2 separate regions of the Gossypium hirsutum genome follow, and region 2 is linked to region 1. Evidence: chromatin contacts called from public Hi-C data. All regions are on one chromosome and are shown on one strand. Each heading gives the region's core, a stretch centred on a gene start, on an enhancer-like site or on the middle of the called end of the contact. The rest is flanking DNA. Distances are from core to core; before and after follow the strand shown. Region 1 holds the start of LOC107954697 (bifunctional aspartate aminotransferase and glutamate/aspartate-prephenate aminotransferase). Region 2 holds the start of LOC107898405 (inositol-3-phosphate synthase).

Region 1 (5,936 bases), core at 161-2,660:
ATATAGACAGTGGCGGAGCTTGAAATTTGTTTTGGGTCGGAATTAAATTGTATATTTTTATGATAATAGAAATGTAATTTTATTATTTTAATAATTTATAATTTTATAATTTTTAAAAGATTAAATTAAATTTTTATTATTTTAGTTAATAAAATAAAATTTTACTATTACTAATTTAAAATTTTATAAATTATAAAGTATCTAAATAAAACATTATCATTTTAGAAGGTCATGACCTCCTAGATCTCCATTACGTTCCGCTACTGAATATAAATTAAACGCAACAAGAAATAAAAAGATAAATACTGGAATAAAATACAAATTAAGGAAAAAATGAGATATAACTAGTGTGATGGAAATACAGATATGTAAAGGATAAAATGAAAGAGTTTTCATTAACTTTATACAATAAAAGTGTGGTGGACAACAAAGCTGAAGAATATCAATTATAAAATGGATCGTGAGATGTGTAGAATTTTAATAGAGTAAGGGAAGAAGCAATCAATTGATTGCGTGTATGAAATTGGGGTGAAATTTTTCAATAAAGTTAATTAATGTGTGGGAGAAAAAGTAATATATATCTTATAAGGGTTTCCTGAAAAAGATACCACTTAGAAAAGTTGATTGTACTAAAATTATAATTTCTGATGACTACCAGTATTAATGGAAATTTTAAGAAAATATATTGGAAACGTTTTTTTTTAAGCTATGATTAATAGTAATTAAAAATTGGTTTTGTGTCACTTGCCAAGCAAATAATTACTTTAAAATTTAAATTTTCTAAAAATGCAACATAATCTTACTATAGTCTATATATGTATATATATTAGATGTTATTACAAGTTAATTGGACATTATTTTATGATTGATAATAATATAATAATAAACAAATATAATGTATTTAGTATTTGAATAAATTATACAAATAGTTATCTAATTATAACTTTTTTAATCACTTAAGTAAAAAAAATTGTAATTTAAGCATCTACGTTGCATGATAGGAAGAAGAGGTGGAATGATTTTTATTATATTTAATATTAATATAAAATTTAAATTTAGTATTATATATTTTTAAAAATATTTATGTATTTTTATATGTTTCTTTGAAGTTTTTAGAATTAGAATCAAAATGAGAATATTTATAAATTTTAAAGGTTATTTTTTTTAAGTTATGACTAAATTACCAATATATAAAAAAATTAAAAGTTATATTTGTTATTATACTAATTTTTTAACTGCCATATTAACTTTTCGTTAAAATAAGTGACTAAAATATTTAAAAAATATAACATTAATATTTAAATTGTAAATTTTTTATTTTAGGTGCCCTAAAATGAATTTTTTTTTATAATTGACTGTATATATAGTTTGCGTGGTTCAGATTTCGTTTTATACCCAAACAAGTTTCTCAATTTATTATTAATTAATTTCAGTTTAAATCGTTTGAAAGGGGGTAGGTAAGGTACAAGGTGATAAGCGAGGAGAGATGGAGTTGTTGGCCAACCAGCATACCCGGAATTGGGTCAATTCCCGACTTCACTTCCACTGTTTGCTCCCACTAGCATCCTTCCACCTACCCATCTCTCTCCTTTCTCCTTTCATCGCCATCGATTGATGTAAATTTCAAGCCTTCAAATTCCACCTTATTACTTTAAACCAACCATACCTCACTTTCCAACATTAAGGGAGATAAAATAATAAACTATTAAGCCCACTTGTTCTCCCACCAACCCCCATCCCCTTATTTTTCCTGGACTAATTTTGAGTTTGTTTTTATTTATTTCACTGAGGAACCTCCTCCTCTTGCCCAAAATTTGTTTTCTCTTCAATCTTCGGACAAATGGCAGTTTCTCTTCATAACTCAACAGGAATTTCCGGTGTTGGCTTCGACTCAAAATTTTTGGGATCACATTCTGCTTCCAAGGCCTCCGTTTCCGTGTCTTTCCATTCCTCTATTACTAATCTTTCCTTAAAGTAAGTTCCTTTTTCCGGCATCTTAATGTTTCTAGCTTTTTTTTTTAAATTCTAGGGGGAGCAATATTGGGTTGTGATTGCATTTAACATATAATCTGTCTATTCAGTTCATTGAAGAAAATCCAGAAATTTGATTCTGGATCATCAGTTGAATCACTGATGCATTTGCAGATTTTACTTGACACTGCCTCAATGTTAGCTTCTTTGCTTCTTTTGCAGATTTTAGTTTATCCTTAGCAATCTGCAGAGACACTAATTTGTTGGTCAAATCAATTTTCGTTTATTCTGTTTTGATATCATCCGCTGTATAAGAGAACATGGAATATTGAAATAAAGAAACATATGTTATTAAATATTTTCTACGAGATTGCTATGGAAGTGGTTTCATGAGTATTGTCTTTTTTTTTTTTAATGGAAGTGTAAAGAGAAACATCTTTATTCTTAGTTTATTCCATTCCTTAAGCTGATTCATTGAAGTTGCAGAACCATTTTAATTTAAGAAACTTCCCTTTGTGGCACTATCTATAAACTTGAAGATTAAACAAGGAAAGCATTTTGTGCTGGCATTTTTTTGTTTGTGTGAGAATTAAAGAAAAGTTGTCTCAAAAGTCTTAATTATTTCCCAAAGGGAGAAGGGAGCACTGGATATATTAGAGAATTTCATTGTCTGGTTGTATATACTTCTTGGCAGATCTGTTGAGACTTCTAAACAACAGTCATATAGAATAACTGCAATGTCAAAGACAGAGAGTAGCAGCGACCAAGTGAAACTTGATATCTCTTTGAGCCCTAGAGTTAACTCTGTGAAGCCTTCAAAGACAGTGGCTATAACTGATCATGCAACTGCTCTTGCACAAGCTGGTGTCCCTGTTATTCGATTGGCTGCTGGAGAGCCTGATTTTGATACACCAGCCATCATAGCTGAGGTGCAATAATGTTTCTAGTCCATCTTGGATCCTTGTTTTCTCTGTTTTAAGTTTTGACATCTTTTAGTTTAGATTTTCTTCTTCCACTAATTAGTGTTTTAATTTATTGTACTTCATTTTTTTTTTTGTTTCTGAAAGTAAGGCTGGGATAAATGCTATTCGTGAAGGTTACACAAGGTACACTCCCAATGCAGGTACTTTGGAACTTCGTACGGCAATTTGTCATAAGCTAAAAGGTAACTATATATGTTTTGCAAGTGATTTTTTGATGTAACAAGTGTAAATTTGATGTGCGTTTACCTTTGGATGAGGCATCGTTTCTCATTTTTTGATACTTTCTAGTACTTTTTACTTATTTCCTTTTAATTTATTTTAGAGGAGAATGGAATCTCTTATTCTTATGATCAAATTGTGGTCAGTAATGGTGCTAAACAGAGTATCCTTCAAGCAGTTCTTGCAGTTTGTTCTCCTGGGGATGAGGTACTGGTTTTTTTATTTGACAACCTTTACCATAAAACATTTTGGAATATGCTTTAAGAAATCCTCCTCACCCTCTTTTGACTTAGTTGTGAAATTACTACTGTAGATGTGTTTCCTTTTTTCACATTTTCACTCAATTCTGAGCCATATTTACTTATTTTGCTTTCTTTCTCTTACATCTTTGATCAAATCACAGTTCATAGAGCTGGGGACTTTCTAGTGATGGCATATTTACCTTTGTATTGAGTGCATATTCTTTGGAAGCTGGAATCCTTTCCATTGATTCATTGTTCTGAACAAAAATTAAATGTGGACATGAATGCTGTGTATGACTTTTGTCCTATTAGTTGAGCATTTTGAGTAAGACAACTGATATTAGTTATGTTTGGGAACATGAACAGGGATTGCACATTTGAATTTCATTTGTTAGGTAAATTGTACTAGTACTTTCAATATGTACGAAGGGGTTACATTCAAATACTATAGTTTCAGATTGCATATTGAAGGGGTTACATTCAAATACCATAGTTTCAGATTGCATATTGAAGTGTGTTTGAAAACTATATTCTCATCAAAGAATACCAAAGGTGCCTTCTACTTTGCATCTTATTTCGCTTTTGTATATTGAATGCATCCTTAATAATATGAAGAATTAACCAAAATGAAATACCCTTTGAAGTTCATGTTTCCAAACTTAACCATTGTTAAAATTACAGTATGCTTTTATTACAACGAAAGCTTATGTTTGATGATCTGTTAAATTGATTGATTACAGTATCAAATCTGAAATAAGAGATTATTGGTTTACCACTTTGTAGTGAAAATCATAGACCAAATTTCTTCATCGATTATGCTATCAAGGTTTCAGTTACACCATACATGTTTAACTTCAAGTTGCTAGGTTACAAATTTAGGCAATAGAAATACGATATTATTTTGAAACGCTTGGGATGAAATAGATCAAGTATTACCCTAGCTTTGTCAATAAAGTGAGGATAGGAAACCAAATACATTAAAATAACCTATATATAAGAAAATAATATAAAATTTATAAATATTATAATATTTTCCTTCATGCCAGAACGGTTATTTCCTGTCATGGTGTTAGATCTTTCTTCCAAATGTATGTCTGCGAGTAACCTTAATTAGGTACTCATAATCATGCTTCCAGCAAGTAGAGTGATAAGAGGTGACTTGATTATGAACACATAATTTATTTCAGGTAATAATTCCTGCTCCATATTGGGTGAGTTACCCGGAAATGGCAAGGCTGGCTGACGCAACACCTACTATTCTTCCGACACTCATCTGTGACAATTTTCTATTGGATCCAGAGGTCCTTGAGTCTAAAATCTCTGAAAAGTCAAGACTGTTGGTCCTATGCTCTCCATCAAATCCAACTGGATCTGTTTACCCTAAGAAACTGCTTGAAAAAATTGCAGAAATTGTAGCAAAGCATCCCAGGCTTCTGGTACTATTAATATAGACAGAAATCTCAGGCATGCTATGCTGATACTCAAACACTGAGCTTTTTTGTTATTGGCTTATTTAGGTGCTGTCTGATGAAATATATGAGCATATAATCTATGCACCGGCAACTCACACAAGCTTTGCATCATTGCCAGGCATGTGGGAGCGGACTCTAACAGTCAATGGCTTTTCCAAGGTAACTCAATTGCATTTAAAACTTGGTTAATTTTCAACTGAATTGATGAATTTTCCATGCTTAACATTGGTGTAGTTCCTTCAGTGTTCATTTTGAGGATTGACATTTTGAAGATGACATGTAGGCTTTTGCGATGACTGGTTGGCGACTTGGATACATTGCTGGACCTAAACACTTTGTTGCAGCATGTAATAAGATCCAGAGTCAGGTATGTTGCATTATACTTGTCATTTTCATTTTTGGTAGAGCAAACTACATCCTGCATGCATTAGTGCAACAAGTTACTGCCTTTGCTTATAATAAACCCTGAGAAGAACTTTATTGGAGATCTAGTGGATTTTGTTGCCAGTCTGATACATATAATGATCAGAAGATTTGTCATTTTTTCTTGGATTAGCTGTGTGGTATATTGGGGACTGTGGGATATAGATGCAGCCAATAATAATCTCTGACATGTACTGGTCAAGTATCTGAATATTGTGGTAACTTTCAATGTTGTTCACAAGAATAAACAATTAGGATTTAGTTGTCAATTTCCTTGGTAAGGCTTGTTGTATATCTTGGAACATGGCATGTGCACATTTATCTAAGATTTAAAAAGGTTACTGGATATGTTTAGTTTGAACCTCCTAATACTTCAATACTTGTTCAAGTTATTCAATGTTTCTACATTTTTATATTTTGCTCCTAGCTGCTGAAGAGTTTTGAGCCAAAGCTTATCTTACATGCCCTTAAAATTTTGTTCATTCACTTGGTACTTTAGAGTTGAAGCTATGCAGCAGTTAATGCGGTTTTCAAAAAGACAATATAGGATGAACTTACTTGTTATTGTGATCGTGGACTTCAATAAAATACTGAACCATCTATTTACCAAATGCTAGGAAAGTATT
Region 2 (5,584 bases), core at 1,475-3,974, 300 kb before region 1:
GCTTGAGCGACAGGAGGCGTTACATGAGCGCCATCCAGAAACAGAGAGAGAAACAAAGATGAAAATATATCAACCATAAAACCATTACAAAGTGTGGCAACATGGACCACATCTTTTATGAAAGAGAAAGGGAAAATGGTCCTAAAGTTGCAAGGAGCAATGCTTGTTCCACTTTTTCTCTCCTCGATTTTCACTTGTACTCCAGAATCATGTTGTTTTCAGGGGACAAGCCAATACAGGCCCTCAGTATGTTCTCCAGCATTGCACGTTGCTTTGACAGTGCATTCACCACGGGTGTGCCTGGTGGAACCTGTTTTCACCAAAACGACTCATTACTGACCAAATTTAACCTGAAGGGGTGAATCTCGCGATTCTCAAGATTCTGTTCACATTCTTGCATGACATAAAAAAACAAAGGACTCACGAGAGGGGCCTTGGTGAGGTAACTGAGGATAGTAGCCACAGGGTGGAAAGAGTGGAACTTGCCCTGCACAATGAAACTTCATGTCAGTTTTAATGGTCAAACCTAGAAGAGTTAACCACCGAGTCATACCTCTCCTTCAGCCTTGAGCTGGATCCTGGTGCTAAGCTCAGCAAGGAGAACCAAATCTAGGATGATGGGAGCAGCCAACAGGGAGTCCTCGCATGTGTTATGCAACACAATGGTGTTCTTGCCTCCCATGAATATCTCTGATGTGTACTCATCCATGGCTCTCTTGCTATCTCCCACATATGGCACATACTACAACACACAGAAAGAGACAGAAGTGCACAGTAATTAATTTTGAAGGTTTGAGTTTGCAAATTGCAAGTGCATGAAGTGGCTGAGATGGGTAAACTTATTACCTTGATGACCACGACATGATCAGGATGTTCACCGGGTTGATAAAGGATTCCATTGCTTGAGACCATGTCATCCACAACATTGCTCTTGGAGATCTCCTTGGAGCGGAAAGTTTGGGGAGCTGATAGATTCATGCCGTCATTATTTCCCAGATGGTTGTAGCTCACTATTGATGTTGGCTGTTAATTTTTCATCACCATAAGTACACAATTACTACCCATCAATGTCACATTATTATCTTTATCCTGACTTAAGCTACTTCCAAACCACATGCATGGACTCCTAATTTTGTTGGTATCCTTTGCCTAGTCTACAAATTATTGTGATAGATAGTGTCTTGAAGTTGAAAGATTTGTACCTTGATACCAGCCCCAACAAGGAAATCCACTAGAACGGATTTCATTTTGGTCTGGCCACTCTTAAAATCGTCTCCTCCAATCAGACAGTTCCTCTGGATAGCCAAATCAATTAACCCTGGATATGATTACAGATCATTAAAAGACCAATTCCATAACATTTCAAAGAATTAAAAGAGAAGATAGCTCAGTTGAATTAGAACCTGGAACAAATGTGTTTTGTGGGCTTCCATTGATGAAGGGAACATCCTCAAAAACACAAGCGATAGCGTATAAAGTGGAAGGAGAAATCTCTGACTCATTCTTCTCAAAAGAAGCCAAAAGGTTCTCCATGGTGTCGTTTAGCCCCACAACGACATTGCTGTACCTCTCAGTGTTTGCAGTCCAAAGTACAACCACCTTGTCCACCTTGTTTTTCTCCTTGAACTCCCTAATCCAAACACAAATAAAAAGGTCAGCCACAGTCGTAGTGCCAAAATAAACTCTTTTCAGCTTTAACAAAATTCTCCGGAGGTTAGAACTAATTATAATACCTAATATCTTTAATGATTTGCTGAACTTGTTCTTTCTTGGTACCCTTGATGACGTTATTGGCACGTTCACCTTGGTTGGCAGCAATGAAATCTGGGTCGTAGATTCCAGGGAGTGGGACCATGGATTCCATGTAGGGCCTTAGCTGTTTTTGAAGATCAATGTCAAAGACCTTGGCTCTAGCCATTGCATCAGCAAGGTTCATGTCACTTATGTCCCATCCTCCAAATACAATATCCTCTGGGTTCACCTGTTTTTATATATTGTTACTTGTCTTTAGCATTCCGACGAATAACAAGTTAAGAAACTATCATAAAAATGAAAATTTCAGTTTAATACCATAGGAAGAAGGCTCTTAAAGGGAGCATAAATCTCCTCGCCATTGTAAGACCCAACTCGGATAGTTGATGCTTGAGTAAGTGAACCAAAGTAATTAGCTTGTTGCACCTTGTCCTTAGTGGCCCAGGACACTCCCCTGAGAATATCCATTACCCATATCCTCAAAATCAACAATCAAAACTAAACAGAAAAAATATAAATATAAATAAATAAAATAAAATAAAACTCACCATCGGTTAGCTATAACACCACCAGTCAGGGTTGAGCCATTGTTTCCTCCCCATCCAACAAGCATTACCCTAGAACATAAAATAAATTTAATGCAAAGTTTTAACACAAACCCAGAAAAGGAAACCCAGAAGAAATGAGGAGTAGTTTTAGATTCTAACCCCAGTTTAGGGACATGGATATCAGTTCTGAATTCATATTTAACAGTCTTGGGCTTGACAACCCATTGATAGGTTCCATCCCTGTTCTCATGAACAAGCTCAGTAGTCTCATAGTTGTACACCGACTGGATTGCATTGTCTGTGTACTTGACATTTGGACTCTCAACCTTAAAGCTCTCAATGAACATTTTTGCCGATATTCTGTTCTTGAAACACTGCTTTGTTTTTTGGGTTTGTTTTAAAGCTTTGGTGCTCCAATGTTAGGGACCGGGCAAGTGTATATATAGAGGAGATATCTACACGTGGAGCAGCGTGAATGCTTGATGCCCGCACGTAAAATTTTACAATTGGTGGTTTGGTTTTAGGAGAATCTACGCCATGCAAGTTTCGTAACTGGACCATTGAATGGAGCCACAGGCACGGAAAGGCACGTGTGAGGAGGAGGTTTCGTTTGTGACACGTTTGGTTGTGATTAACACGTGGCGTGATCAAGTGCAGGAAAAGGGTTTTCGGTAGCTGTGGCGTCCATGCCCTTTGAATGTAGTCGACGGAAAATGCATGACTCTACTCATCGCACCGGTCGGGTGACACCGTGACATCCAATGAAGTACTAAGCGGGCAATTGTCACTAACTGTAACTGCACCGGTGTACTAAGCGGGCAATTGTCCCTAACTGTAACTGCACCGATGTAGTGGGGTGCATAAGGTATCTATGGGTTGGACTGGGTGGAGGTTTAGTTTGAAGATGTTCTTGATTTGAATTTATGTTTGGGTTGGTTTGTCCGCTCAAAACATCCATTTTAATATTTAAAAATAATAAAATATTAAAATTATATTCTTAATTGACATAAAATTAATTAATTTTAAACTTTTTAAATATTTTTTATTATTTAAATTAAACTCGAAATGAATTGAGTCGTAATACTAAAATTTTTATTCAAGCTCGGTTCAATTATCGAGTTGAATAAAATACCTGACTTTTGAACAGGTATAATATAAATGCATTTTGCAGTGCAATTACCTCGGATGAAATTTGAAATTGTAAAATTTATGAAAACTTAAATTGTAAAATCTAGTGAGTTTAGTGTTAGGTTTGTTAAATTCAATCTGGGGCTCTTAAAAAAGAAGAAAGTCATGACAGAGGGATTTTCAAGTACTGTAAGAACTTGAAAATTCAATGTAAAATTTTTTAGCTAATTGTATCATATATCCTTAAACTATAATCTTCATTTTAATTCTAGTTATATCCCTAAATTATTAATATATATTAATAAGCTTCTTTCATTACTAAAATTATTAATTTAATTGTTAAATGATATGTTAAATCTTATGTGACATAGTTTAAAATGAAACTTTTAAAGAAAAATGAATGTTGTAAAAATGAAATTGTAAAAATATTAGTTTTGAGGTTTTCAAACCTTTTACAATAACTTTTATTGCTGACTCTCTCTTTTTCAGTTCTATTTTATTTTTAGTTTTACTTTTAAAATTTATTTGGTAACAGTTTACTTTTCTTTAAAAATTTTATTTTAAATCATACCATACAAATTTTGACATGCCATTTAACAGTTAAATTATTAGTTTTAATAATTGAAGAACTTAATTGATATAGTATTAATAGTTTGAGTATGCAATTATAATGTTTTCAAAAACTTAGGGACCAATTTAGAATGAGAGTTATAGTTTAGGGATATTTGGTGTAATTAACTCAAAAGTTTTAATATCCAAAGCAAAATTTCTAAAAGTAAAGACTTAAAGAAAATAATCCAAGATGGAAGAATGTATTGATGAAACCGAAAATAGAATATGGATGATGAATGGTGGGTAGATGGATAGATAGCTTAGCTTCCTTTGATGAACAAGGACCAACAATAAATCATAGGGAGTTTTAACCAACCCTCTCAATTGGCTTAAATTAGGGAAGCTAAAGCTATGATGAACTCCCTCAATAATAATCCTTAAATAATTGAAGCAAAAGTTTATAAAAAAAAAAATCACAATAAGCTAGTCCTAAAAGGGGAAAAAACCTCTATTAAAGCAATTTTATTAATCAAAATAACCGAACATACAATATATATGGTGGCTATAGAAACCATAATGTCAAATATATATGTATGGTGTTAAACTAATTAGAAAACAAGGAAATATCCCTTCCTTTGTCTTCAAGCAATTGACCCAATATAATACTCTTTAAGCTAAATTAATCTAAAATACTTGAACAGGTAAATAAATTCCTAAATATAATAATTATAAATAAAATTTTAAGCTTATATATAATAAAAATGAAGCCTTAAAATTGAAACTAATATGATATCAAAGCTTATACATAGTCTAAGAATCATCATTCTCGCTTAAATCACATACAAAAAATCATGTCCATACAATCTTCACAAAAATGACTATAACTTGAGCTTTCGAACACAAAATAAGGTGACTCAAAGTGCTTTTTGAAGCTCAAATACACATTTGACATCTCAACCTAGAATTGGTAGGATCCTATCAAAAAATGCACCACAAGTCAATTGACATGAAAAATGGTCGCTTTGGTAAACTGAATTAATGAGTTTCAACCCATTTATGGATGTAACAACCCTTAGTCATTCTGTTGATCGATATGGATTACAATGTTACCTCGACATAACCACTACGATTGTAGCTTAAAATTCAAGATAATACAATTTGAAAATCACTCATTAAAGTCTTTAGATCAAGTTTGATATGAATGAGAGGCTTTGGAAACATTTCAAAATCATTTTGAAACTAGGTGATTGGACTTATTCAGAACATAAAACAAGCTTTTAGAAGCTTAAAACACTCAAAATAATAAGTTGCGTTAAAGTCAAGGGCCATTGTAACAGCCAGATTTTGGGATTAGTCAGAATAGTGGTTTCGAGACCACAAATCAAACGTAATAAAATTTATTTTTATTATATTTTTATAGTATACAATTTCATGGAAAAATTTTATGAAAATATAGTTTGAAAATTTCGACGTTTGGGCACTCAATTTAGTCAAAAGGACTAAATTGTAAAAAGTGCAAAACTTGAGTTCTAGAAGTAGAGGTGCCAAATTGTTATGAAATTTTAAATTGGAGGTCCTTAAATGGTAATTAAACCATTGGTTAA

Evidence for each region. A called contact is a pair of places that touch in the nucleus more often than the background predicts.
Region 2: a contact with region 1 is called in a Hi-C map of leaf, with 3 times the contacts expected there. The contact joins the promoter of LOC107898405 here to the promoter of LOC107954697 in region 1. A contact is called at or near these places in 11 of 34 Hi-C or Micro-C datasets (hypocotyl, leaf, petal and 1 more).

What each region holds. Positions count from the first base shown.
Region 1 is chrA11:41,509,265-41,515,200 of Gossypium_hirsutum_v2.1, reverse strand. It overlaps LOC107954697 (bifunctional aspartate aminotransferase and glutamate/aspartate-prephenate aminotransferase), which reads left to right and starts at 1,410. Exons shown (of 10, transcript XM_016890332.2): 1 at 1,410-1,974; 2 at 2,666-2,900; 3 at 3,043-3,136; 4 at 3,277-3,380; 5 at 4,603-4,851; 6 at 4,933-5,046; 7 at 5,171-5,254. The coding sequence starts at 1,841.
Region 2 is chrA11:41,813,296-41,818,879 of Gossypium_hirsutum_v2.1, reverse strand. LOC107898405 (inositol-3-phosphate synthase) reads right to left here and starts at 2,724. Exons shown (of 10, transcript XM_016823894.2): 1 at 2,460-2,724; 2 at 2,301-2,369; 3 at 2,071-2,206; 4 at 1,734-1,981; 5 at 1,404-1,630; 6 at 1,203-1,318; 7 at 847-1,023; 8 at 554-742; 9 at 425-487; 10 at 1-310. The coding sequence starts at 2,647. The coding sequence ends at 191.